3 separate regions of the Zea mays genome follow, and regions 1 and 2 are each linked to region 3. A link is a contact called in public Hi-C data. All regions are on one chromosome and are shown on one strand. The core of a region is the stretch at or near the end of the contact, and the rest is flanking DNA. Distances in the headings are between cores, read along the strand shown. Region 1 has its middle 40 kb from the start of LOC100381458. Region 2 holds the start of LOC100381458. Region 3 holds the start of LOC100283688 (actin associated protein).

What was found. A called contact is a pair of places that touch in the nucleus more often than the background predicts.
Region 1: a Hi-C map of leaf shows a contact between it and region 3, with 4 times the contacts expected there. The contact joins the enhancer-like site here to the promoter of LOC100283688 in region 3. A contact is called at or near these places in 2 of 25 Hi-C or Micro-C datasets (ear and leaf).
Region 2: a contact with region 3 is called in a Hi-C map of leaf, with 6 times the contacts expected there. The contact joins the promoter of LOC100381458 here to the promoter of LOC100283688 in region 3. A contact is called at or near these places in 5 of 25 Hi-C or Micro-C datasets (bundle sheath, ear, endosperm and 2 more).

What each region holds. Positions count from the first base shown.
Region 1 is chr2:91,814,096-91,816,881 of Zm-B73-REFERENCE-NAM-5.0, forward strand. No RefSeq gene overlaps it. Among protein-coding and RNA genes, the nearest start is that of LOC100381458, 40 kb to the left of the region's middle. Within about 2 kb of position 1,341, at least 14 of the 20 cell types and tissues checked have an H3K27ac peak or open chromatin away from gene starts, as enhancers often do. A contact at or near this core is called in ear and leaf, where this site is marked.
Region 2 is chr2:91,774,198-91,777,007 of Zm-B73-REFERENCE-NAM-5.0, forward strand. It overlaps LOC100381458, which reads left to right and starts at 1,454. Exons shown (of 10, transcript NM_001174294.1): 1 at 1,454-1,796; 2 at 2,238-2,470; 3 at 2,567-2,810. The coding sequence starts at 2,282.
Region 3 is chr2:91,372,871-91,375,570 of Zm-B73-REFERENCE-NAM-5.0, forward strand. It overlaps LOC100283688 (actin associated protein), which reads left to right and starts at 1,427. Exons shown (of 4, transcript NM_001156589.1): 1 at 1,427-2,085; 2 at 2,187-2,284. The coding sequence starts at 1,566.

The DNA.
Region 1 (2,786 bases), core at 91-2,590, 440 kb after region 3:
CTGAAATTAAGAATTCAGTGACATTCACCCAACTTTGGAGCTGTTTTGTGGTTGATCCATTGAGTTATGAACCCTGGTTACTATAACAAATTTGGAGCTCATATATTGGTGTATAAGTTTCCTATAGTGGGTTGGATCTAGTTATGTGCGAAATTTGGAGTAAAATGCTCCCAAAGTAGCTCTGTCAAGCAAGTCGAAGCGGCATTCACGCATGAACAGTAAACTGAACCATATCGGATTCAGTGTACATCGCTGCCGGAGATCCACACCGTGATCCAAGCTCGGCGCTACGATTTGCACACGGCTAAGGACAGATTCTACCCCTGGGGGTGAAAAGATCTTGGGGGAGGGTGAATCCAGGCACTGGACAACCTCATACGCCGTACACCCTAGCCGGTACTATGGCGAAGCTGTCGCCGCGGGGGTGGTTTCCACTCATCCTCATCGTACCAAGCAGCAACTCCTTCACCACGTCTCTACGGTCATGGAAAGCAGTAATTTATTGTCTCTGAGCTATTGCACTTCTATGCGCCACGGAGAGTAAGTTCTAGTGAACTATCTGGTCACGCCGACAGGTTCGGTGTCATCCAAATTCGTGGCAAGAGTGGCCGATGCCTTTAAATTGAGTGTTCTCCCTGCTCCGCCCCTATGTTAAACACCCAGTCCATCGCCAGCCACCTTCCTTCGTCCACCATACCCCGTAAACTCTCGGATTCCCAAAATTGGTCACCAACGCCACCGTGATGAGCTTGACATTGGCCAACATCATCCGAGGTAGCTGCAGCTAAATTGTTGGGTATTCTAAGTTCCCTTATACGCCTTGATGCTCACTGGCCCGGCCGTTTGAACTCTACCGCAGTGTAGTACTGGGAAGTGGGAACATCATGTCGACATCGGTGAACGCCACCAAGGACAGCCTTCACCTCGACCGGTTGATTTGTGCCTGCTCCGACCAAACTGGCATGGGCATCGTAACTCTGGTGAGTCGCTGATGCTCTCCCTGCCGTTCAATTGAATGCTACTGTGCTGTGAACGCGGGTCTAACCTGGCCGGAGCCCTGGCTCCCCCGTCGTCGTGGGCAGACACGGTTTAGGAGCGGACTAGTCCAACTGACCTTGGGGATGTACTTGGTTAGCCTCGAGGATGATGCTCGAGTGCTTGCTACTGCCGGGGAGGTCGCCGACGACGAGCTTACGCGGCCTGAGCCAAGTGCTCGACTAGAGTCCACGCGGGGGCGTATGTTTGCGAATGAGATAGAAGGGAAGGGCCTCTTTGTGATTGTCAGTGACACAGGTAATGGTGCAAGGGACTATTTTTTGGTTGTTTGAACTACTGAGTACCTTTGCGCAAAGTATGCAACGCGGGCGCGCGCGTATCTTGCTATCTGTGGGCTGACGCGGGCCAGTATCGGCCCAACCCTATTCACATGTTTTTCCTTTTCTTTTTACTGCAACTAATGAAATCCATTAAAAACTATAGAAAATGAAAAAAAATAATGAGACAAATTTTGTTAGACTCCTAAAATCATGCAATTTCTGGTAAAGCTACTCTTAGGATTTTTACTGCAAAAATACTATATCTAGGATTAAAGAGTGCCTATGTAAAGCCTATTTGAATTTTAGAAATAAATTCTAAATTCCAAAAATCATGAAAATTTGTGAGAATGTTGAATATGTTTGTTTTAGTGCTTGGATAAAGTTTGAACTTGTTTGGAGACTGTTTGACCAGGGAACCAAACACAACCCAAAATAGTAACCTTTATCATAAGAAAAAGATGGGATTGAATTTTAAAAGCAAGATTAAATATATTAAAACTTGCTACAACTTGTTAGCTTAAAAGAATTAGTGTAGCTAACCTTAGAATATCAGATATCTAGAGAGTTCTTATAGTTGTTAAGCATCGTGAAGGAAAGTTGTAATCTAGAAGTGTGTATTGTTTTCTATTATATAAGTTGCACCTTCATGCCATGACATAAGCTTTCATGAACATTATTGCGTGTAGAACATAAATAAGACTTTATTTTAGAAGAAGAAGACGTCCCTCAACCGGAAGATCCTCTTGTTGCTAGTGATTTTTATTTTGACATCTGTGGAACAGAACCTTGGCCAAAACACCTCGCAACACAAGGCAAGTCCCGGTGCATTAACCCCTTTCCTTGTTTTTACAAATTTTATCACATGTGAATGATGCATTAGGTGATAGGAGTTGTGTGACTAGACTATTGATGCATTACCTTCCTTGGTTTGTTGGAAATCATTCCTTGTTACCTGATTTATTTTAAAAGTTTTTTAATGATGCTTAGCCCTGATTAGATCATTAAAATTCTTTGTTTTAATAGATGATACTTAACTCTTGATAAGGGGATTTTTATGAAAAAGAACTTGTGGTGTTGAATCCATCATAGATGTGCTAGGTTCAACATCGGAAAAGAGTATCTCTCTTAGGTGCTAAGTTTTGGGGTTATAAGTTTATAACATGTGACCGGATGGTTGACTTGCACGAGAAGGGAGTCTCATTGTAGTGTCGCTGTCTGAGTTATTTAAGGACAAAGCCGGTGTAGGCTTGATGATCGAGTACCTTTTAACTGCCCACATACCTCGTCATGGGTAAGCTTTGCGTCGGCCGGACCAATACCAGAAATGGTACCATGCACTGGGACCCAACCTGTGGGCCTCTTTTCTCCTGCCAGCGAAGCACTTCTTTTTGGCATGCGTAAAAAACGGGGGGGGGGGGGGGGGTTTGCAGGAATGTGGTCTTCCGTGTGCCCACTTGGCAAGAGGCTAGA
Region 2 (2,810 bases), core at 204-2,703, 400 kb after region 3:
ACTTAAACAAAAACCTAACTAAGCCTTCACTAAATTCTTAGGAGGTTAGTTAAGTCTCAAACCACCCTTTATTCCTTTGGTCAACCTTTAATCTAGACCACTAGGTCCACACTGCTGAAGGACTTAATTAATAAGAAGAAAACCCTAACCTTACTGAGTGACTTAGTGATACTCAACCTAGCATCATAATTATCATTTTTGCATATCATAGTATACATGTATATTATACATTGCATTCATTAGATTGCAACCTCACTAACGGAGAGTATGTCCTCATCCCGGAGCAAGGAGTTGCCCGGGAAGAAGTCCAGGAGCCAGCTCCTGAACATGCCACAGAGGATCTCCCTACAGCCGCAAAATTTGAAGGAAAGCCCGATATTATGCATAACTGTTATATATGCTATTTTACTGCACTTAATGTTTGTAGGCTTGTATTGTGCAATTAAGTATAGGAGTTGCTTAAAACTCTAGATAATGAACTCAGGATCATTATGAGATAAAAACTAGTATGCGGTCGAGTAGCTGCTATGCTAATAGAGGATCTTGGTAGAAGCCGAGTGATTTTTCTAGCACTCATGTCAGGTTAAGAATTGATTGTATTCATCTTGATAATGGGAGTTGTTGGTCACTTGTTTTTAATTGTTGTGAATTAAAAACAATGCAACACAATGTTAAATATTAAGGGCCTTCATCCTTGGGGCATTATCTTCCTCAGAGATAATGGTCCTTGGATGAAAGTAATGATGAGTGTTTGATTTCACCTTCAAACAACCTTTCTTCAAAGGTTATTTGTAGGTGACAATTTGTGACAGGATGAAAGTATTTATATTCAGTAAATGAAAAACGAACTATAAAGGATAAACCCTCTATTTTATTCATATTTATATATCTTTAAGATCATACCACTACAACAAATCATGTAATCTATGACGGATTTCTCTTGACGTTTATAAAAAACGTCACTAATATGCTACCATTTGTGACAATCATATATTTTTCGTCATAGACCCACAAGCCCAAATTTCCTAGCCCAAAGTATGGTGACGTTCACTCAAAATCGTCACAGATCATTAGATATGAAACGTAACAATTTATCCCATGGTACATGATGCCACTATGACAAAATAAAAACCGTCATGGTACAACCAAGCAAAAAAATGCCATTAGTCAGCCACCTTATTAGCTCATTGCAGATTGGGCCCATGTGTCAGGTATGAATTGCAAAGGTATTAAACCAGGAAAAAAAAGAATCCAGCAAAAGAGAATCGTCACCAAGGGATTCGAACCTGAGACCTCCTACAAGGAACCCGCCAGACTTACAACTAGGCTACTCATGCGACTTTGCTACCAGTCATATGTTATATCATTTTGTATATAAAATTTTACATTCTATTCTGCACACTTAACAAAACCGCCTAGATTGGATTCGTCCCCAATTCTCTGCCTCCGCCGCCAGGACGACGGCAAATCCGCCCACGCAAAATATCAGCCCAAGTGCCCATCGCCCAAGCTTCCTAGCTCACCCGCCGCCACCCACTAGCCAAATTCCCCATCCCTCTCCTGCCGCCACCCATCAGCCACATCTCTCCCTCCTACTCCCTCTCCGGCAGCCATCATCAGACAAGATCCCTCCCCCACCATCGAGCCATGTCGAGTCGAGTGCATCTTCTGCAAGCACGGCCATCTTACGAAACCCTAGCTGGCTCGAAGGACCACTACTGTCCGGCGCCCTGAACAACTTGGCATGATGCCGACGAAGGGTGGAGCAAACAAATCACAATGACATCGGGTAGTAGGTATATCACTCAACTCATCTCTCACTCTTAACTCCATCGATCGGAGTATTTAATTGGGTTTCACAACACGCAACACACCATTATGGAAAACTTCATTGCTACCTATACAGTTATCATCATTGACACTAAAGTACGGTTTGTTGTAGATATTGGAAGTTTTAAGAAGCAGTGACGACAATATATTTCCCGTTATGATAGAAAAATAGAAAAGTCGATTAAAATACAAAGTCAGCCCAACTGCCGGCTAGATAAATAGACTTGTTAAGTTCGTTTGTGTACATAAACTTCTTGACATGACTAAACACTTGGGGGTCTGTTTATCTAGGCTAATGTTTTCTTTTTAAATTTTGTCATTTAAAAGATTCTGAAGAAATCCTGTTTATCTAATGCATCATATATGTGTCCTTATCATTATGTTGTTCTTGTTTTCTCTCATCTTAGATCCACCATTGCATCCCTATGAAGAGGAGCGCCTTAGACAATGTATGAGGAACAATTCGAGGTTGCAACAACTTGGAATTCCTGCTTTAGTCAGCATGTGTGGGAACATAAATTCCATCTCTAGGAACAAAAAGCCAAATAACAGGGATAATGAAGATTCTGAATCTGAGTATGATCCTTCACATGACGATTCTATTGAAGGGGATTTGTTTGACCATGATGATCATAATAAGGTGATGGTTCCTCTTTCTTATTAGGGATGCATTTGTTTACTTGCTATTCAAATATGTCCATCTACTTTATTGATTGATTCATGCCTCCATTTCTAGAAGGGCTCAAAGGACACTAACAGAAGAACTATTCACATGGCTCCTGGTGGAATCAAGCCTCGAACTAAGAGAGTTTATGCAGAGCAACATACTACTAGAAATACAAGGTCAAAGAAAAGCATTGCTCAGCCTGACACAAGTCTAACACGAAGTGACATCTATGTGCCACCACCCTCGCTATCTCATTTGACCCAAGTTGGAGAAGTTGCTCGTAGCATTGAAAACCATAGAAAGACTAGTGTTG
Region 3 (2,700 bases), core at 177-2,676:
TGCGTTGCAACGGGAATATATAATACCAGTATACTACGATAACTTATATACAAAATATGTGTTATACCGTTATGAGAAAATGTTTCATAATCAATTTGTGATTCTGACCATACATAAATTTTGTTATTTATAATCTATCTATTTCACCACTACATTGCAACCATCAGTATCATGCAGACTTCGATATATGTCACGATTTGCATGGTCTCATTATTAGAGAGCACGTTTCACACATACCGAAAGAAATTCCCTCGTACATCGTTAGTCATCGGACACGTACCACCATACACTTTTGTTTAAACAAAAAGGTAAATGTGTGTGTTTGCAAGACTAATGGTCAAACATCGTATAACCATAAAGTCAGAATACTATATTAATATATTAAATAAATTAATCCAATAGACATAGATTAACCCAATTAACATAGGATAAATAAATATCTAATTATAAAAGTATGAAACATGATATAATCAATGTTGTTACTGCGTAGTAAATATTCATACGAGACTAACACAACTAGAACGGTTCAATTTGGAATTAAAATGGGGAAGTTACGAATTTCCAAAGTTTCTATGTATTTGATATAGGATTAATTAGGAAATCAATTTTATTGTTGTTTTCATGACAAAACAGAGGTATTATGTGATAAAAAATAATATTATAGAATTATAGAAATTGGAATGCACTCATTTGGATTTAATATGAAATTTCCATGAATTAAATGGGTTTCTGCAATTATTTTTAAACTAAAAATCAATTTCTAAACTCATTTTCCCTATTTTCTTTATTTCCTGGATTGCGTCCCAAATTTCAGAAAGATCAGAGGCCAAGCTATAAATGTTTTTCTAGACTTAGTGAGCATATAGAGTGGACGGCGGGTTGAACACAAAAGACGTCTTAGTTAAAGTTATACGCAATTCAATATGAGTCACGTTGGCTAGAGAGTGGAAGGCTAGACATTCTGCTCAATAGATCTAAGGTTCGATCCTTGAGCAGCTATGGTTTGATTTTTTTTTTCTGCACGCGGAACGGGAGATGACAGAACGGCAGACTACTACCTTCTTAATAAGTAGTATATATAGAAAATATGGACCTTACATTTATGGGGAGGAATCTCCTTGCTATTCAAATTAGCCCTAAGTGTACAACCAAATAGATCAGATGTATGCAGCTCTGCACACGTCACTTTTGGATGAAAACACCTGCTGCTGGATTATGATTGGAATGTTTCCTCAAATAGTTTAAGCCTTTTATTAACTTTAGTTTAAAACTGTATAGAAATAGAGCTCAGTTCTAATTCGATTTGGTATTTAAATTTTATGACGTAAAATTTAGAACCTCATTTTTTTTCTACAGGAACAACAGCCCTCTGATTTATTTCGAGCACACAAAAATTAAACTTCCGAAAAAGCGGACAGAGAAAAAGAATAGATGCTCGAAATGTTCATTCCTACCCGTCGGCAATGGCCTCTCACTCGCCGTCTCACTCCTCTCGCACTAGCGCTCGCTTCTCCCAAACCCTAGCTCCTCCTCCGTAGCTCTCAGCTCCAGCTCCAGCTCCGGCGATGGCCTCCGTCCCGCACTCGCCGCCGGTGATCCGCAAGTCGGGCAACCTAATGGTGTTCGTCACGCCACCGGCGGAGCCCGAGAGCCCGAGGTCCGAGTTCTCTACGCCCCCGACGAGTCCCCGCGCCGAGGAATCCCCTGAATCGCCGCCGGCGCAGATGGCCCCTCCGCCCACGCCTATTTATTCGGTTTCGGTCTCCACGCCGCCACTTGTCAAGACGGTCTCTCCGCCACTTCATGCGGAGAAGCTCTCCCGACCCTCGCTGGTCCAGGTACCGCCGCCGCTTGTCAAAACGGTGTCTCCACCTCTTCCCGCGGAGAAGCTCTCCCGACCCCCACTTGTCCAGGTACCGCCGCAGCCCGTCAAGTCTCTCTCAACGTCGCTGCAGGCACCAAACCTCTCTTCCGGCTCCTTGCCATCCGTTCAGGTGCCGCCGTTGCAGTTCGCGAAGGTGTCGGCAGGGTCGGACGGATCGCTGCTAGCGTTCTTCTGGGACGCGGTTGCACACGTGCAAAAAGGTGATGTGGAAGAGAATCCTTGTTCAACGCTCTGATTTATTTTATTTTAATGTTTGTGACTTTGAATTTTGATCTGTGAGCAAAATATTTTCCTGGTTTAGCACACTCGAGGTTGGACAAGCACATCTCGAGATGGTTCGGGCTGGACCAGTCCAAGTACCAGTGGGCGCTCAACGACTATTTTGAGAGGACCGGACAGGTTATCCCACACTTTAGTTTCTTGTTCTTCTGTTTGTAGTTTGTCAGTCTTGTTTGTTTTGGTTGGATCAATATCTCTGATTCCTCTCTGGCAGGCATGTGTTCTTTTTTTATTTTGAAAAGAGGAAAACCTCTGCCTTTAAGAAAGCAACAGTATCTCGGATCACCAGTTTACCGGAGAAAGCATAACAAAGAAACTAAGCCTGATACAGAATTAAATTTCAATGATGTCTAAAATCATCACACCACTAGGCTTAGTGAGTGTGCCAAGCAATGCAAGGGCGTGTTGCTTTTTGTCCATCGACTCACCAAGATGTCATGCACAGCTGAGTAGAAGATAGATTATTCATGTGGTTCTTTCATTTCATGACGATAGATCACGCTCTTCACCTTCTCTATCATTGTGTCCCACATCTC